2 separate regions of the Sus scrofa genome follow, and region 2 is linked to region 1. Evidence: chromatin contacts called from public Hi-C data. All regions are on one chromosome and are shown on one strand. Each heading gives the region's core, a stretch centred on a gene start, on an enhancer-like site or on the middle of the called end of the contact. The rest is flanking DNA. Distances are from core to core; before and after follow the strand shown. Region 1 holds the start of TLN1 (talin-1). Region 2 holds the start of TESK1 (dual specificity testis-specific protein kinase 1).

Region 1 (2,822 bases), core at 131-2,630:
TATGTGACTTTTAAAATAATAAAAGAACTATGTCCTGCACCTACAACCCCCTCCTCACTTGATGTAATCCTAAAGAGCACAATAAAAGCAGTGTGGTTTCTTGAGGCACTGCTCTTGGTCCCTGAGACCTTGAGTCCCCCAGTTCCCACCCGCAATTAAGATAAATGTCTCTGTGTCTTGTTTTATGCTAACTTTTTCTCAAGTTTTACAGCACCCGTTCCTCAGCCCTTACCTGCGAAGCTGGACTCAGCATCTCGCCTCAGTCCTTTCTCAAGTTACTGATATAAAATTAACAGAGTCAGCCTACTAGGGACTTAACCCCTGCATCCAGTCTTTGCTCCTCGAATGGGAGTCTTACCTTAGTGAGAGGAAGTGTCCCGGGCAGAGTAAGCCCCTCCTTCTCCAAAAGCCTCTTCTCCTCCTCCGTCAGTATCAGCTCACCAATCTCCTGGGGTTCCAAGAGGTGGGCAGCACAGGTGCAAGAGGGTGTCAGAGAGAAATTCGGACTCCTGCCCCAACCCGGTCAATGTGGGAATAATCGTCCTGTAAACCAAGTCAAGTTACCTGCTCTGCGGGCGCCTCCACACGCAGGGAAGTCATTTGGGCCCCTTCCTTCTCATAATCCTCATTATCTGCAAGAGGGAAAGTATAAACAGCCAGGTCCATAGTCCCCTCCCCTCCCCCAAACTTCACCTCTATCAGACTCACCTAGATCTATGGAGACATACTCCTGTGACAGGGAATAGGTGTGATCATGGTGGACAAGATAGGGGTCAGAGTGGCTAAAATCGGTCAACGATGCTGGGGGACTCGACAGGCAGCTCAGGAAATCCTCTACGTCCCAATCGCTCAATGCCTGCCCAGGGTTCAGATTAACAGACTTTGACTGATCACCACCCCCTGCCTCAGAGACACCCCTCCATCCCGCCCGGGGCCTCCCGGACTCAGAGCCCCCCCCCACCTCGGAAAGTGGTAGCTCCCAATCCAGGGGCGCCTCCAAGGCTTCGTCCCGCGCCGCCCCCAGACCTCCGCTTTCCTCTAACAGGAAGCCCAGCAAGTCATCGTCACCCGAGTCCAACCCCAGCTCCATATGAGACATCTACGGAAAGGATGAGCAGAAACACAGAAGTACACCCGGAGTCAACTCCCAACCCCACGCACGACTCCCACCGATCGTCAGTGGGCCACACCTATGGGCTCCGCAAGCGGGGTTTTCCTCCTGGATGCCGGAGGTGGCTCACAAACCCGACCCGCCTCCCAGCCTGAGTCTTAGCCACTTCCAACACCACACAAGTGACGCACCGAGCCCTGAGGCATCCCGGGACTTGGAGTTCCCCGGACGCGGAAGTGGCCTTGGTGCACGCCACGTCCCGGGCACTATGCAAATAGAGGGGACGTCCTTGCCAGCCCCTCACTCCCCGAGGGCGGGCATTCCGGCGAGCCGCCTCCGCCTCCGCCTCCGCCTTCGCCCCGGGCTAGGAAAAGGAAGGACTACCGCGCAACCGGGACCTCGGGCCCAGCTCGGGCGTCTTCTTGGGATTGCGCCGCACCCTCGCTTCCTGCCGGGGAGGGGCTGCGGGTCTTCGGCCGGCTCCTGAGCATCGAGATCTGGGGCCAGAGCAGCTTCCTGCGGTCCCCGCAACCATAGAGCGCGGGCCCAGGGCGCCGCCCGCGGGCGGGGGACGTTCCCGGACGGAAGTGGCCGAGAGTGTCGAAGGGAGGGCGAGGCCGGAGCCCGAGAGCCACCGGGAGAACGAGCGGGTTAGCGGGCCGGCGGGCGGGGCGCAGAGCCGGGCAGCGCAGGTAGGCCGGTCTGCCGCGAGCGGGGCCTCAGGGTGGGGCCGCAAGGCCGGGCCCGGGAGGCGGGCGGGGCCCCTGACTTGACTGCGTCTCCTGTTTCGGGTCCTGTTGGAGAGGTCAGCGTCCAGTGTCTCTCGGCTTGGGCTGGGAGTTCAAGAGGCCTTTTTGCGGGAGGCTTTTCTGCTCCCTTGCTGGGAGCAGCCCCCTGTCTGGGATAGGTTTGGGGGAGGGTGAAGAGTGGGTGGCAGTGCGACGCAGGGCGGGGATCGGCTTTGAGGTTGGCTGATGGCGGGTATGTGGGTAGGAGCGCCCTGGGTGGGTTGGGGATTAGGTGGTATTGGGTTTAGGAGCCAAGGTTAGCTTTAGGGGTTTAAATTTCGAGTTATGAGCGTGAGTCAGGTCCGTTTTGGGTAGGTAAAGTTTGGATTAAGGACATTATTTTGTGTTCTAGGATGGTCAGCCTAAGCCAGAGTTAGAGTCCAGGGTCGGGTTAAGGGTCAGCAGCAGGAACGGCGCTCGAGATCCAGTTTTAGGCATTAGAGACCGTTGGCATAGCCAGTGTTAGGGGTAAAACGGGGAAGGAGTGACTCAGGAATCAAGTGACACATGATCTTTAGGTTCAGGGGTCAAGCTCTAGGGGTAAGGTTGGGATTTGGTGCTAAAGGTAAAATTTAGATCAAAATTAGGGATCAGGGATTGGATTCAAGTGTCTGCTGGGAAAGAGCTGAATGTTAAAGCCAGTATTGGGCATCAGGAGACAAATTGGGATCGGGGTTAATGTTGGGAACTAAGGACAGTTTTAGGGGTTATAGGCTGAGGTCAGGGTAGGTGACCTCAGGCAGGTAAAATTTAAGAGATTGGCAGGTGCTCTTTTTTTTTTTTTTTTTTTTTTTTGCAGGGAGGGCTCTTGTTTCTCTGTCGCCGTGGGGGCTTCTTTGGCGCAGAGAAATGATAAACTGATTACAGGGTAGGGTTCTGAGCTTCAGCTAGAATTGCAGGCATCTGGGATTCCAGCTGCATTG
Region 2 (3,077 bases), core at 148-2,647, 110 kb after region 1:
AGCCTAGGTCTCCCACTTTTAAGCCAGGGGACCCAGGAGGATCACAAAGTCAGGAGGGTGAGTCTGCTCTAGGGCTCCTCCATTCATATCCTGAGCCTGTCCTGTCCCATACACACGCACAACTATTTAAATTTAAACAAAATGGAACATTCAGTTCCTCAGTCACACTAGCCACATTCCCAGGGATCCTTAGCCACATGTGGCTAGTGGCTGTGGTTTTGGACAGCGCAGATATAGAACATTTTCATCTTTGCAGGAAGATCTATTGGACAGCACCGTTCTAGAGGATATAAAGGACGGGACCAGCTGAGGCCTTTTATTTGTGGTTTGCCTAAAGGGAAGTTCAGGAAAGCCTCCCCTGGGAGGACGTCCTGCTGCCCCTCATTATTCGTCTGTAGATGCACCAGGCCGCTGACTCGCCCCTTGGTGGTGGGGTCCCCCCTTGCTGGTTCATCCTCACCTCTGTAAGAGCATGCAGCTGTCCCTGGTGCACACAGACCCCCATGAACCTGGAAGAGGATGGGAAAGACAGCAAGGTAGTCTGGAAGAGTCCCGGCCCCTGGACAGTTCCCACTTTTCCCGCGGGATCTTTCCCCCTCCCCCAGCAAGCGGTTGGGGCCGCTCACCTTAGGATGTTGGGGTGCCGAAGTCGGTTCATCAGCTGCACCTCCCGTAGCGTGTTTCCCCGGTTACTGGGGAGTCTGTTCATTTTCAGCACCATGACTTGCCCTGACTGTCGGTGCCGAACCTGGGGGCAGCAGGGGCTGGCGAGTCCCGCGCAGGTCGGGCGAAACGCCAGGGTCTGGGCCCCCTTGTCCCAGCCTCGCGTCTAAGGCTCGGTCCCGCCCCTCTGCCCTCTCTGCTGGTCCTACCTTGTAGACCTCAGAGAAGAAGCCGGCCCCGATCTTCTCCGCGCAGTGGAAATCGTCCACGCGTGCCAAGCTGGACACCGCGCTGCGGAGAGCCCGGTAGGAGGAGGGGCGGCCCCGGCCCGGGCCTCCGCCCGCGCCCCCCGGCCCCGGGGGCCCCTCCCCCGGCGCCTCTCCGGGCCCGGGCCCGGGCCCAGGGCCCCGCAGTGGGGGCCGTTCCCCGGCCATGGCCGGGCCCCCCAGCCCGGGCCTGCCTCACATGGCAGGGTTCCCGGGGCCCGGGCAGGCCGCGCTCGCCATGGGTGCGGGCCCAGCCGGATCCGGGGCGCCGGAGCTCCCACTCCCTCTCCCGCCCTGGAGAATGGAAGATCTGCCGAAGCTCCTGGGCCCGCCCCCGCCGCGCCGGCTTGCTGCGCCCGGGTGGACGCCGCTCCGCTCGGCTCTGCGCAGGGCCTGGGCCTGGGCCTGGGCCGGGCGGTGGCGGTGGCGCTCCCGGGCGCCGGCGGGCAGGCGGGGGTACTCCCCGCAGGCGGAGGCGGGCGGGCGGGCGGGCGGCGGCTGCTCCACTTCGCCGCTGGGGCTCAGGCTCCGCGGCCTGCCGGGGGCGGGGCTGAGCCGGGCCTCTGCTTAACTCCTTCGAGCCCGCCTCGGGGCAGCGGCCACGCCCCCTCAGGTGCGCACCCCGCCACCAGTGGCCGGGACGCCCTAGGCTAGTGGGTCTGAGAAGTCGGGGTCAAAGAAGTTAAAGCCAAAGCTAAATAACGGAAGGGAATTAATGGCTCATTGTGCGTATGCGCAGCTCAAAGGTCTTTTAGCTGCCGTGAGAGCCCTTTCTCCCCTCCCTCCCTCGGGTCTCTGTCTTTTGAGGGCCAGGCTCTGGAAGCCGCCGGACTCCTGGACTCCATGGACAGGCAGGGTAGAAAAGTAGACCCCTCTGGTCCCGCCACAATCGGGGCAGCAACCTACCCACCTGCCCAGCCTCCGCCCTGGCCGAGCCTGCCCATTTCCCAGCTCTCGACCCTTACACTTTAAACCTCCGACTCCCTGACACTTTGTACCTTCCCCGGAGGTTGTGACGCCCCAGAGCTGTAGTGAGCCCTTGGCCAGCCCATTCCAGGTGTGGCCCCAAGTCCTGCTCACTCCATCCCGCCTCTCGCGAAAAAAGTTTAGATTCAGGGGCTTCTGCGCACTGACCACACAGCCTGGAGCCTCCTCTTACTATTTCGTCCACATGCCCTTCTTTCTCAAAAGAGAAGTCTCCACCTGTAGGGAAATATCCCACCCCTTGGCAAAACCCCGCCCCTCAAGGAGCCCTCCCCCTCAGAGAACCAACTCTTTCCTCAGTGAGAGTCTCTCCTTCAGAGGAACATCTCCGCAATGTGACCATGCCGCCAACAGTGTGTGCCAGAATCCCTCAGTGCGACACCCCTCCTCTGTCCGTCTCGCCCTTCCAGGGCGAACCCCACCTCTCAGAGCGATTCCACCCGTCATTGTGACCCCTCCTCTCAACGTGACTCCTCCCCTCGGTGTGGCCCAGCCCTCATCAGTGTGACTCTCCTAGGCAGGTACCGCCCCGCATTACGTAGGAATCCGATCTGCCCCCTCAGGCGAGAGGAGGATCTGCAGCCGGCCTCTAAAGCGGCGCGGCACCCTGAGTGCGCACGCACCGTCTCAGGACCCTGTGCGCATGCCATACCCAGCGTTTTTGGTTCTCCGCTGGCTCCTCCCCGTCCCGGTCATCGGCGGAATAGCCAATCATCGACGGGGGTGGGTGACGTCGCTCGATCCTGGAGTCCTGTCTAGGACGAGAGGTTGGGGACGTCAGTGAGCCTTTTGCCCCCTAGCGGCGGAGTGGAGGGCGGCGTGGTGGAGGCTGCGGGCCTCAGGAGTGAGAAAGGATGCCAACGAACTTGAGGCAACGTGGCTGAGTTCTCTTCAAGAATTCTAAAAGTACTATATTTCTATTTCTGTGGAAATCTAAAAAGAAAATTAATATACGCACAGTCCACATCCGTGTGGGTGACCGACTTCTAATAGAGTCTTGTCCCATTTTTGTGGAGAGTTGGAGCCACCAACTGTTTGTCAAGAGCTAATGAGAAAAGAAAAAGGAAGTCTTAAATTATAAATAATAGTGCAGTGGGGTCGAGAGAGGCCAGGTGCTGTCACAGTACAAGGGAAAGTTTCACACAAGTTTAAGGAGAAAACAAG

Evidence for each region. Hi-C and Micro-C count contacts between places; a contact is called where the count stands out from the background.
Region 2: a Hi-C map of liver shows a contact between it and region 1, with 4 times the contacts expected there. The contact joins the promoter of TESK1 here to the promoter of TLN1 in region 1. A contact is called at or near these places in 2 of 5 promoter capture datasets (fetal liver and liver), 11 of 47 Hi-C or Micro-C datasets (blood, epiblast stem cells, heart right ventricle and 4 more) and 2 of 2 datasets of contacts at active chromatin or transcription factors (alveolar macrophages and skeletal muscle).

Annotation. Positions count from the first base shown.
Region 1 is chr1:236,449,536-236,452,357 of Sscrofa11.1, reverse strand. It overlaps TLN1 (talin-1), which reads left to right and starts at 1,380. Exons shown (of 57, transcript XM_021065688.1): 1 at 1,380-1,803. CREB3 (cAMP responsive element binding protein 3) reads right to left here and starts at 1,090. Exons shown (of 9, transcript NM_001123220.1): 1 at 962-1,090; 2 at 709-856; 3 at 565-632; 4 at 359-448. The coding sequence starts at 1,090.
Region 2 is chr1:236,339,480-236,342,556 of Sscrofa11.1, reverse strand. TESK1 (dual specificity testis-specific protein kinase 1) reads right to left here and starts at 1,397. Exons shown (of 10, transcript XM_003121984.4): 1 at 873-1,397; 2 at 627-748; 3 at 461-509. The coding sequence starts at 1,097.